Linked DNA regions of Rattus norvegicus: region 2 is linked to region 1. Evidence: chromatin contacts called from public Hi-C data. All regions are on one chromosome and are shown on one strand. Each heading gives the region's core, a stretch centred on a gene start, on an enhancer-like site or on the middle of the called end of the contact. The rest is flanking DNA. Distances are from core to core; before and after follow the strand shown.

Region 1 (6,803 bases), core at 2,993-5,492:
AACTCTCTGCTTTGTCCCTTTCACTTTGGCGGCTTCTTTCCCCTGTATATTCTTATCTCATACAATACATTCAACATAACCTCTCTTCCCTCAACTCCTGCTATTCCTCCTGCCACCCCTCCTCTCCACAGATCCACTTCCCCTGTTTCCCTTCAGGAAAGAGCAGATCTCCCAGGAATATCAACCAAACATGTCATAAGAAGATGCAGCAAGACTAGGCACAAACCTTCATATCAGGGCTAGACAATGAAGGAAGACAAGGAGAAAATGGTCCCAACACAGGCCAAAGGGTCAGCAACACCCATGCCCACTCTTAGGAGTCCCACAAAAAACACAAGTTAAATAATCGTAATATGAGTGCATGTATGCAGAGCACTTAGTACAAACCCTTGTAGGCTCCATTATTAATGTTTTAGTCTATGTTAGCCTCTATGAGCCCTGCTTAGTTGATTCTGTGAGTCCTAAGATAGTCTACCATTTTTTTTTTTCTTTTCAAGAACAGATTCTCAGTCTGAAGATGCTGGAGATAATCAACCCTACTAATGTGTACTGATATTATCCAATTTATTTAAGTCTTGACTATAAAAAAGGAAGGTAATTCTCTTTGAGTTAGCATAATCAATTTCTACTGACTTGGAGGTAGAAGATCCAGGTTTCCAGAACATCAACTTTAGGGCTGTCTTTAACATAATTTATCCAGTTCTCAGGCCTTCAAATTGAGATTGGAAATGAAAATGTGTCCCCTGCTATGAAAGCCTTTGAATATAGAATGAAATTCAACAAGAATTTTCCTATTTTACCAGCTTGCAGATGACAGAGAGTGGAATTCCTTGAAAGTTCTATTAATGTTAGATGAGATAATTCCCATAATAAACCTGTTTTTCTTTTTTGAAAATCTCATACATATTTATCATTAACTATGGTCTTATGAAGCCCCCATTTTCTCATCCAACTCCATCAACATGGCAACTCTCCAGCCTCTCAAGTTCAAATCATTTTGGTGTTGTTGTTTGTTTTGGTGCATGTGTGTGTGTGTGTGTATATATATATATATATATGATGTGTGTGTGTGTGTATGATGTGTGTGTGTTTTGTGTTTGATTCTCTCTCTCTATGTGTGTGTGTATATGATGTGTGTGTGTTTTGTGTTTGTCTCTCTGTGTGTTTGTGTGTTTCTCTCTGTGTGTTGGTCTCTGTGTGTGTTTGTCTCTCTCTCTCTCCTCTCCTTTACTCTCCTCTCTCTTTCTGATTCTCCATCTCTCTGTCTGTCTCTGTCTCTTTGTGACTGTCTCTCTGTGTCTGTCTCTCTCTGTCTGTCTCTCTCTGTCTGTCTGTGTCTGTCTCTCTCTGTTTCTCTCTGTCTGTCTCTCTCTCTGTCTCTCTGTCTCTGTCTCTCTCTCTTTCTCTCTCTCTCTCTCTCTCTCTGTGTGTGTGTGTGTGTGTGTGTGTGTGTGTGTCCGTGTGTGACATTCCACTTAGTCCAGTTAGAGTTGCCAGGAAGTAGATAGATATGGATTTACCCAGTTGAGCATAAGAAACTTACTATACTAGAGGCCATATATTCAATAAAGTATGATTCTCCATATTCCAGCAATGATCGACTGCTATAGCTCCTCAGTAATGGAGAGGCCTGGCAAGAGTCTAAGTCACTTATCCTTAGACTATGCCTGGCTTGACATTTTGTTAAGTCTGGTTTAAGTAACCACGACTGCTCTGAGATCATGCTTGAGATAGTCATGTCATTTCACAACATTTCAAAGCTCCCCTCCACATTTTCCAGGTATTAAACTCTTCAGTCATGGTGCTTTCATAATCTTTGTATGGCATGGGTAACATACATGTCCTGTTTAAGGCTTCGAGCCAAGTGTCTTATTCTCATTACTCTAACCAGCTATGGATTTCTCCATTGACTGCTCTCTCTCTCTCTCTCTCTCTCTCTCTCTCTCTCTCTCTCTCTCTCCATATATATACATACATATATGTATATATATGTTATAATCACAGAATTGTAGAGCAGCAGTGCAGTAGTTCTAAACTTGTGGCTATAAGTTACCCTTTGGAGGTCAAATAACGCTTTCACTGGGATCACCTAAGACCAGGAAAACACAGATATCTACAATACAGTATAATTCAGGATACTAGAAAAAAAAAATTACAGTTAGGAAGTACCAATGAAAATAATTTTATAGGTGGGGGTCACCACAGCATGAGGGACAATATTAAAGGGTTGAAGAATTAGGAGGGTTGAGAACCAAATTGTAGGACTGATTTGACAGAATAACCATTCAGAAAAATAACACATTCTATCCTAGGCCTCTGACAGCCCAAGCCCCAGGCTTTTGACTATATGTTTAGCAGTACTTCAGATGAAATCTACTTCTATGGAGAAGACCTCAAATCTAACCAGAAATGGGTTAGTCACCCACAATACTTAAGACAATATTACACCAGTAAACACATCTCTTTCGGGAGATTGGCACTGAAGCAGATTCATCTCGGTGCTGCTTAAAACCACTGATAATGTTTCTCCTCCAGCTGACTCAGCATGACAAAAAAGGTAGCCAGTAGGAGGAAAATCTCCTGATCAATTTGATATTAAGTACTTTATGTTCTAAAGCTAAAATTCTGATGTTTTCAACAATATGGTCAGCCCAGAAGGGCAGACTGGAGATAGATCCTGGGACCAAAAACACATTTCCAACAGACAACAACATTGCCACAACTTTACCATAACTTAGTCTTTCCTGAACATTGCCAACATGTTTACTGAAAGAAGAAAGCCATCTTGAATTAAAAGAATAAAAGGAAAAATAAATCTGAGTCAATTATCAAAATAGAAGTGGGCAGATATGACAAGACAAAACAAAACAAACATTAGTGGTTTGAAAAAAAATAACAACTACTAGTTTTTCCAAATCAACAAATCATTTCTAACAATCCTCTCATACAAATAATTATATGAAATTCCTGATGCATAATTCTTTTAAATTAGGGGTTGGTTATAATACAGCTACAACACAACATTTCTTACTTTCCTCTTTTTACCTCCAGACACTTTTCTGCTCTTTCAAATTCATGGCTTCTTTTTTTTCTTCCCTTTGCCATCACTGATCTCTTTCACAAGACCATCTGCTCACTTAATACTGTGTCATATCATGTGAAGAAAAACACTCAGTGCATAACACAGATAGTCATGTACAGTAATTAGACAAAAGTAGACCAAGATTTCCACTCTGGTTTGCTTTCATAGAGCTCCAGGATAAAGCCTTCATGAAACATAGGATCCAATATAAAATATTAGCTTTAGAAATATATAATTATGTTTATTCTTTAAAAAGTAGTCTAGTAATATTCATCTTTCCACCCTGATATTGATATAAAGATTATTTAATGCAATATACTTATTGTGAAAGTTAAGTAATTGGTTGAATTTGGTGTGGGATATACTTGAAGCTCAATAAATCAGAATTTAATACTTGAGTCATTCAACACTTGAGTCATTCACTATCCAAACAAATGGGGATTAGTATAGACAAGTGATTTACTGCAGATTCACTGATAGTAGCTATAAACGTAACAGCCAAGGAAATGTTTTAAATTAGAACATCAGACTAAAAGGTGATAATTGTCATATTATTAGTGCAGTCAAATATAAAATGAAGAGAAAAAGTTTTTCAAGTTGAGATTGTACCGACTGGAATCAGCTGACCCATGACAAGAAAGGAAACATGATATAATTATACTATATTCTCAAAATAATGGAAATAATATAAACAGAACAGATTACTTCCTAAGCAGTGCCCTTGAACAGTCATTAAAAAATCCTGGAGTTTCTCAGCAGGGAGGAGAGCAAGGCATAGAGGGAATAAAGGGAAAATGGCTTCTTCTCAAAATCTCACATAGCTTTAAGAGTGCTGTTGACCTTCTATTAGTTTCTACTTGACACATTCACTGTCTTTCACATACGTCATAATACCCATTACATACAAGTAAGAGAGTCTGAATAATAATGCCTTTGTAAAGGATACATTTTCGTTGCAAACAGTTCAGCAAGTCTGTTGCTACTAGATAAGAAGTATCTTAGAGATAGAAATTCTGTTTTGAAATTCTTTGTGGACTTGGACTGCCTATGCATTAAGAGATTGTGCAGTGGAATTTGGACTGAACGAGTTAGGTAACACTTTACGACAGGTTAAATTTCAACATTCAAAGATTTAAAATCAGTTTTGCTTGCTAGGGTGCCAAAGTAGAAAGAGCAGAAGGAAACATGGGAAGAACTATTTTTCTTCTCATCTCTGTGGTGCTTGTAGCTTATTATATTTATATACCTCTCCCAGATGATATTGAAGAGCCTTGGAAAATAATATTGGGAAATACACTTCTAAAACTTGGAGGAGATTTGGTAAGTTTTGATTTTTAACTGACCTTATGAATGCTGAATAACTTAAAAAAAGAGAAAATAGGAACTGTAAAAGAAGTTTCTTAGCATGATCCTTCTTTAGATCCAATTCCAGTTATAGACAGAAACTGGGAAGAGGGAAAGGAGAAGGAAGAGTGGTAAAGGATAGAAAGAGAATGTGCGCTTTACAGTATTGCCAGATGGAGCTTTTCAGAAGATTCAACTTCAGGGAAAGAAGAATGGAATAGCATTCTGTTTAATTGTAGAAGTCTATGCAGTAGTTTTAGATTCATGCATGGAAATCCATGCATGCGGGACAGTTAGAAAGACTGGTTAAAAACAAAACAAAACAAGACAAAACCAAAACAAACAAAAAACAAGCAACACAGGAAACAAGACCCTGTAATTCCCAGTTGGAGTCACTATTGCACATATGGGCATTTTGTATAGGTTCCTCTTCACTCCATTGTATATTTCCATTGCTGTACAGAAACTTTTCATTTCTTGGAGGAGCCATTTGTCTGTTATTGTCTTAATATATGAAAAATGAAATTATATTTATAGAGTCCTTTCCTTTACATATAAATGTAGAGTATAACCTAATGTCTTTTCTAGAAGTTTCAGAGTTTGGGGCTTACTATTGCAGTTTTTTCATGAATTTTCATTTTACTCTTGTGCAGAGTGAAAGGTGACTGTGGGACTTAGTTATTTTACAAGTGGACATCCCATTCTGGCAGCACACGTGCCTGTCTCTTTTCTAGTACGTGACTTTGGCATCTTTGTGGTATATCAGTCAGCAATGAATATGTTTCATTATATCATAAATAAAATTTAAACCCTCCACATACATATCTAGGACCACAAGCTTTGATTGTATTATATAGGGAACAATTTAATATTACCTTATTCTTGTGCCTTTGCTAAGAGTATGATTATGATTTGTTTTGGCCTTTTACTGTTACGTTAGGTTTTTTTTTTTTTGCTTGTTTGCTTTAGTTTTCATTTTAGTGGTTTTTTGAGAGAGACGGAGAGAGACAGAGAGAGACAGAGAGAGACAGAGAGAGAGACAGAGAGAGACAGAGAGAGAGAGAGAGAGAGAGAGAGAGAGAGAGAGAGAGAGTTAGTTGGGTGGGAAAGGAGGTGGGGAAACATACCTAAAATATATTGTATGAAATTTTTTAAATGAAAAAATGCAGTATGATTACTAAAACTAAGGCATTCTGACTAACATGTTAAATTCTATAGGTGAAAAATATAAAAAGAATTTATGTCATGTTTTGATTGACAAAATTATAAAAAGCATGAAGTGTTTACATGACACAAACAGAAATATGGATTTGTAGATTAGTGAAAAAGAAGACCCAAAAGTATATTCATATTTAAAAAGCTATTTGATATTTGACAAGTTGCCAAATAAACACTAGAGAAAAGACAGCATCTTCAACAAATTATAGTGGAATTAAGTCAAACCTTTATCATACTTTATCAAAATCAACTTCAAAATGAAATTAGGTCAGTGTGAAACCTGAAATGCTAGAAGAAAATGTAGACAGTACCTTATAAAATATAGGTGTGGAAAAATTCTGAATAGAATATCCTTTATCCCGGAATTAAGATCACCCATTGAAAAATGGGACATCAGATAATCAAAAAGCTTCTGAACAGCAAAGAAAACTGTCAGTTGGATGAAGATGAATTTCTCTGAGGGAGAGAGTCTCTGCCAGCTATATATTTGGTAGAAGATTAATATCTAGAATATAAAATAACTCAAAATCAAAGAGTCAAGAAAAAATGACAAAATTAAAATTATTATAAAATTTAAAAATGAAATCTTTAAGGGACTTGTTTCCTCTTTAAGGGTTTCTACCTGTTTACCTGTGTTCTTGTATTTCTTTTAGTGAGTTATTTATATCCTTCTTAAAGGACTCTATTGTCTTCATGAGATAGGATTTTAACATCCTGGTTTTCATGTGTGTTGGGTATCTAAAGCTTGCTGTGGTGGGAGAATTGGGTTCTGAAGGTACCAATGTATATTGGCTTCTGTGACTTATGGTCTTTCACTTGCCTCTCACCCTCTGGTCATCTCTGGTGTTTCTTAGTCTGGGTTTCTCTCATTCACAATTGCTGGGATTGCAAACTGGTGCAAACATTATGAAGATCAGCTTGACAAATTCTCATAAAGCTAAAAGTAGATCTGCCCTAAGACTCATTTATCCTACTCAATGGCATGTGCCCAAAGGACTTAATTTCCTACTCTACAAATATCTGTTTGGCTATGTTCCTTGTTGCTCTAGACCCAATAGCTAGGGAGTGGAAACAACCAAAATGTCCCTCAACTGATGAACGGGTAAGGAAAGAGTGGTACAACTGCACCATGGAATATTATTCATCTCTGAAGAAAACT
Region 2 (6,803 bases), core at 3,105-5,604, 520 kb after region 1:
CTATATTTTAAACTAGCTCTAGATTCCTATGATAAGTAATACCATACAATATACACATTATTTTCTAAGCATCCTCAGTTCAGGCATAGTTTGGTCTACCAATGCAGAAACCATCAACATATCTACCGTATTTCTCCAGCAATAATATGCTACCACGGTATTTTCACTAAGAAGTGATACATGTAAGTATAACACATATCCTGACTTCATGGTTCATTCTCACATTGTTAGTATATGCTCGCTCATTATACCAGTGTGCCCTGTGATTGTCCCTGTGGCACAGCCGTGGCTTTAATGGATACTTTTACATTGAAGACTCACTCTGTAGGGGATCTATCACTTTGCTAACAAATGCCTCTTTCATGAGCTATTAGAACATATAGCAAGTAAACATTTTTAAGAGAAGGAGAATAGTGTTGTCTTTATCTTGATTTTGGTTTCCGAACAAGTGTTTTTCTTTAGCAAATACTGTTGAGTGCACTGACCATTTGTGGCCTGTCAGGATCATTTTTTGTAGATAGGGATGAGCAAGATGTTGTTTCTCAGTGCCGATTTTCAGTGTCACAATAGCAATACTGACAAATAACAATGGTACAAAGCAATGTGGGCACAGAAAAGGTTCTAGATAGTGTAAAATTTGCATAAATCTATTCAGAAAGACAAAACATTTTTAAGGAAACATGACTCATTTAATGAAAGACAAAGCCAATTTATAATTTGTTAAAATGATGTGACTAAGTATTTAAACTATTTCTTTTGAAGTCCTTCATAAATGAGCATGACCAATCACAGTATCATCTGGCTATGCGGAATTTAATCCAGTTGTTTCTCACTAAATTCTTTAAATTAGCTGTTAATCAACAGACTGAGCAGGCTTTATTATGTGTGGGTGTATGTGTGTGTCACACACATATACATACATATATGAATGTAATAATAGTTGATGAAAAAGGGGTCATGAATTTGAAGAACAAGGAGGGATATAGGGAGGGTTTGGAGGAAGGAAAGGGAAAGAAGAATTTGATATTATAATCTCAAAAAATATAAGAAATAACTAAAACAAAAATTCTTTGAGTATTGACCGACAAGTCTCAGAGCCTATAAGTTTTGTGTTAAGAGGAGAGGAAAAGCCTTAAGTGACAATTGAGCTGTTTTTAAGTTTATTAACCTAGGGTTCAGATATACAGAATTGGCTTTTTTTTTCCTACCATTTCTTTGTGTGTAGGAAACAGCATTTTTTTCCCTCCTTTTCTATCTGCTTTGGCAGGCTTGTTTCTGAGCTCTGGGACGGTGACAGTGCAAGTGTGCACTTCTGTAAGACCCCATTCGCCTCTCAAGTGTTTGCTCTTTGTTCTGAGGATCCAATCTGCGTTCTAGGTTGGAAAACCCAGCCCTCTATTTTATTGCTTATCATTGCTCAGTTTAAGTAGTAAATATTTGTTTCAGGACCACTGCACCAGAAGTTTATTGTAGGATTTTGACTGACGTTGGAAACATGGTTTCTGATTTTGTAAAGTGTGTGGCCTATTGTAAGTGAAATAATGAAGAAAAGCCAACCTCCTGCAGTTCTGCTCTCTCTCTCTCTCTCTTTTTTTTCTTTTTTCTTTTTTTCAGAGCTGGGGACTGAACCCAGGGCCTTGTGCTTGCTAGGCAAGTGCTCTACCACTGAGCTAAATCCCCAACCCCTGCAGTTCTGCTCTTAATGTACTCCTTTCTTGCCCTTGATATGGTCTAGATTAAGATAAAACACATACACACACTCACACACACACAAATTCAAGGCCTATTACAAGTTAATTATGGGGAGTTAATGAAGAGGTAAGTTGTGAAGAGGTTTTTAAAAAAGTTTTATGGATGTAAAACTAGCAGGAGATGGAATGGACATTTTAGTGCCTTGGCTTTGAAATGAGGGCTCTGTGAGATTGCCTACTCTGCCCTGTCATCTGCACCTTGCTTGTCCTCAGTCTAATACCTTTGCCCCAGCATTTGCCAAGACCAGCAAAATCCAATTTTAGACTCAAAACCATCACCCCGGCTTTCTTCCACTTCTATTAAATTTTAACCTATTTACTCATCATTTGTTACTGATATTAATGGACTCAAAAATATTTCCCTTTATTTATTAACAATTTCAAAGATAGCTGCATTTATATAGGTGTTTCTGACCTCACTTGTGACAGATACTCGTCCAGTAGCTGTGGTGGCTGGATTGCCTAGTGACCCATTTGAAGAAATGTCTTTAGCCCAATAAGGATGGAGCAAGTACCCTGATTGCCTGCTCAACTATATTATTGGGAATTAATTTAATTTCTCTCATCATAAAAGAGACATGTTTTTATCATTAAAATAATACAAAATCAAATACTTCTGCAATTCGTAGAGGTTTCTGAATGTTTTACTTCCTTCCCTATTTTCCTTCATGCCCATGTGTTTGAGGTGTGTACTCAGTTTTGTGTTACACCCACATGTCCATGTGTAGTCTACAAATGATGACAAAGTATCACAGGAACTAAAGATAAAATGGTACAGGATGAATGTGTCAAAGGGATTGGTTTTCCCACAAATGGGTTAGTTTATAGTCTTGTATTGAAATGTTAAGCCATTTTTTAAGTTTGTATTACTAATGAAAGTTTATGACAATATGACTATTTCTTCTCTATATAGAAGGAAATAGAAATATTCTAATATGTGCATGTATGTGTAACTACATAACTATGCTCTGATTGTGAAGGATTGACATCATAGTTGATCTCTCCTGTTACTCAGAGCCTTATTAAGATGCCTTAATGACTTAAATTCACTTGCATTTTCTTCCACTTACATTTAATTTTAACCAGTTTACTCATATTTTCATTATTGATATTAATGAACTCAAAGATTTCCCTTCATGTATCAACAATTTCAAAGATGACTGCATAGCTGTATCTACATTGGAAAAGATGCTTAGGTTTGGAAATTCCACACTGATGCAGTGTTTAGCAAGGGAATTAAACAGCGGTGTTCCTGTTTAAAGTATCAGAGGGAAGTGAAATAAATTAAGTATGCAGCTGTTGCTGTATTTACTGACATTGCCCCCCCCCCATATTCTTGATATTGTCCTGGACCTTGAATGCATTTTAGTCCATGTGGATAGTAAGTATATTGTAAAATACAGACATTTTTAAAATTTGAAAGTGACCATTATAGAAATACTGACACTTAGTAGGTACATTAAATGTTTCTAATGTCCCAGCAATTTCAAAATTATAATTTACAGGTGGAAATTAAAGTTTATTTAAATTGTGTGCTGATAAAAGATTTACTATGTGTGCCTAAAAGAATATATTTCTTTTCATGTAAAGAGAAATGAGATTTGTGCTTAGAATCGGTACCCCACAATTATCCAAGAGGAACGGCTTCATAAAACTACGCAGAAAGAGAAAATCCAGCTTTGAGTGGCAGCAACATCTCATGAGTTTAAAAGGTCAGGAGGGTGCAGAAGGTGCCAGCTTTGCCACTCAGTGTCATGCAGAACTTTATGACAGCCAGGCTGATACAGCTGAAAATATCTGCAGCCTTGGAAGCCTTGGAAGTTTCAGAAGGTCATTTTGGCATCAGAGTAGCAGTGCTGATTCACAAGGAAGGTCAAACTAGACAGCTGGGTGAAAACAGGTTACTGAACCCAGGGACTGTAGCCTACAGAGCAATTGCCAATTTCAGTAACTGGGTATTGTGTACTAATTGGTTATGACTCTCATTGAAATATTTATAGAGTAATGAGATTTACTTAACTTCTAAATACTCTTATCTTTTCAAAGTTTGCTATGCATCTCCAGTTTTATAAACAGGACAAAGGTTGCTTTAGTGTTATTTATATATGATGTACTTCATCAAAACCAAAACTTACTACAGGAAAGTGTGCATCAAACACAATTGTAAACGAACAACTGGTTAGAAGGGAAGCTATGAATAGTGCCATTGAAATGAAATCGAGCATTAAGTTTATCTCCACTCTACTGCAACTAAGGCAAGATTCTTAGGAAGTTCAGACAAGAATTCCACTTATTTATAAGATTGTTTTCCCCCTACCCTGCCTTGGGTTTTGATTTTAACCCTTAGATACTCAGTGAGATAGCTCTCTCTGCCCTTGGGTTAGATGTTGGAAAGGATAACTTCTCTGCAGTCAGGAAGCACACACTGACTTCTTCAGCTCAGACCCTTCCAGACTTGATCTCAGTCCAGAGAGCTGTAGCCAAGCCCACTGCATGTAGTGACTTCATAGAGGCCGGTCGGTGGACTCCATGGCCATGGCCGCCCAGGCCCGACTTTGTTGGCTACTCTTTGTCTTGTTGTCTTTTCCTTGCCAGATGAAACAGTCCTTGTTCCTGTACTAGTGCTGCCGCCCAGTGACAGAGCACCTGACTAGCACGTGCAGGATGTGGGTTCAGCCCCTGGCACTGACTCTCAAAAGCAAAACAACAGCCCTCCCCCGCCCCCAACCAAAACCATTCTTTCACATCAACCCTAGATCCCTTGTCCATTTCAAAGCCACCTCTGACCTCTTTAACTCCTTAGCCGGCTGTGTACTTCTAACCTTTTATAATTTAGACCTTAGTTTGTGTCCTTGACTGAGCAGCAGATCCCTTCAGGGCCAGATCTGTTGTCCCTGTGCGTCTCTAGGGCAATGGAAGACAAAGCAGTGCACATGACAATTCTATTCTCAGTTTTTTGTTTATTCATTCAACATGGTCACTGGGAGTTGAATGTGCTTTTTTGTTGTTTTGGGTTTTTTTTTTGGATTTTTTGTTTTATTTATTTTTTTAAGGGAAAAAAAAGAAACCTCTCTTCTAGTAAGAGAAAGAAGTCCGACCATGTGGCAAAGTTAGAGGAATATCTCTTGAGCTCCTGCGGGCTTTTTGCAAGGAGATATTTGGGACTTGAGAACCAGAGTTTTTAATTTTTGTGTTTGTTTTGACTTTCTGTTTTCACGTTATAGACCAATTTGCTGTTTATCATTTCTTTTTGTCAACAGGGAATTAGTGTGGTGTGGATTTAGAAAACATTAAGTATGCCTTTCAAACACTTACCGCTTCCTCCCTAGACTACTTTCCTATGGCTTTATCAGCTGTTAAAATTAATGTGAAATGGCTGATTTAAACTGTCCCATCTTCTTGACTGCTCTGTAAACTGTGTTTTGTGGCTCACTCAGATCAGCACTCCTGTATCTCCTGACTTCCCTGTGTTCCAAACAACGTTTTGCATTGTCCCTGCACACTTTCTCTGCTCACAGTGTTAAATTTCTCTGATGAGAGCAGGATGGGCGGTCAGGCTCCAGGTGTTGAGTGTTGAGTAACAATGTTATACTCAAAGAGTTCATTTCAGTGGTCCCCTGTCAGTCACCTGCTGGGTACCTAGAACTCTGTTCTGCTCAAAACGGAGTAAATGCTACAGTAGAGGAAGAATGAATGAATGTGGTGCTGTGGGAATATTCTTATTCTGTGTACCTGATGGGCATCTGGTTTCTGCTGTATGGCTAGAGAAGGTGAGCATCTCAACTGTGCAAAAGAGTTCCCTCCCTTCCTCTCTCCCTTCCTCCTTCCCTTTCTGACTCCCTCCCTCCTTGGCTCCCTCCTTCCCTCCTTCCCTGGCTCCCTCTCTCCCTCTTGCTGTAGTGGTGGGCTCTTCAAGTTACCTACGGCAATCACCACTCTCTTCTTGCTCTTTTGCCTTGCTATCACTGTCATTTCTGAGTTTAATATGAAATTGGCAGTGTGTTTTTAATAAAGTCTTGTACTGGAAAACACACGACCTGATTTCGAGTTCATGTTCTTCCATTTGGTTACCTAAGGAGAGTTCAGTGAATCAGTCACTTAGCTATGCACATGTCAGCTGCTTGTTCACAAGTAAGGAAGATAATGAATTTAGCTATCTTTTATATGCATGGAAAACAAGCGGCACATTTTGAAAATAAAAATACCAGTATCAAGTATTATTTGACATTATAGAACATGGTGTATTTTATTTTGATTAATAGAAGTAAAAAATTTATTATAAGAAGATCAAAGGATTCTTTAAAAAGAACCTAAGCATTTCTCTTATATGTATTCCTTTAATTATTTATGAGACAATCACATGGTAGGAAAATAGGACAAGTTCTGGCATTGCTATCAGACTATTGTTTTAATCTGTCCCATGTTGTCATTTAGATAGGCCTTTAAAAATCAGGTTAAGTTTTCTTCTTGCCCACTTCCTTGGAGGGGATTGTTGGAAAAGACTAAAAAGTAACTGGAGGCATAATGAACTGTATTATATAGCATCCAGTGTATTTTAGTACCGTGAAGGTTAACGTTTGGATAGTTACAGTTTAAAATGCACTAGCTTTCTGGAGCAGATGGCAGAATGTAGCCAAAGACCATGACACAGTCTTTAACACCACTACCCCACTATATGTTCTAAGTTTTGAGGAAACTACCAAGTAGCAACACAGTAACAGTGACTGTTGAAAGTAGCCTTTCAGATTTTGGATAATTACAGTTGCAGAAATTTTAAGTGAGAAAGACTAGCCCTAAGATGGTGTACCCATAGGGTTCTAGTCTTCAGCCTCAGCACACATATATGTCCCAGGAATACATACTTTTGATAGTAATGCCTTAATGTAGCCCAAGATTGTTCCGATGCAGCCATATCCCAGAAGAGTAAGTGTTGGAACTAATAAGCCATTGGCAGTTAAGTTTATCGTTAACTATGGTTGTGTTCTGATTTGCCACAGGAAGGTGGTCATTGGTTTTTAAGAGCATATGATGCTGGTAGAAATTTCATGGAGC

Evidence for each region. A called contact is a pair of places that touch in the nucleus more often than the background predicts.
Region 2: a Hi-C map of liver shows a contact between it and region 1, with 6 times the contacts expected there. The contact joins the enhancer-like site here to the promoter of Aadac in region 1.

The regions. Positions count from the first base shown.
Region 1 is chr2:146,309,037-146,315,839 of GRCr8, forward strand. Aadac (arylacetamide deacetylase) reads left to right here and starts at 4,243. Exons shown (of 5, transcript NM_020538.1): 1 at 4,243-4,402. The coding sequence starts at 4,268.
Region 2 is chr2:146,830,072-146,836,874 of GRCr8, forward strand. All of the region lies in intron 1 of Mbnl1 (muscleblind-like splicing regulator 1), which reads left to right. Among named protein-coding and RNA genes, the nearest start is that of Mbnl1, 13 kb to the left of the region's middle. Within about 2 kb of position 4,355, at least 36 of the 93 cell types and tissues checked have an H3K27ac peak or open chromatin away from gene starts, as enhancers often do. A contact at or near this core is called in liver, where this site is marked.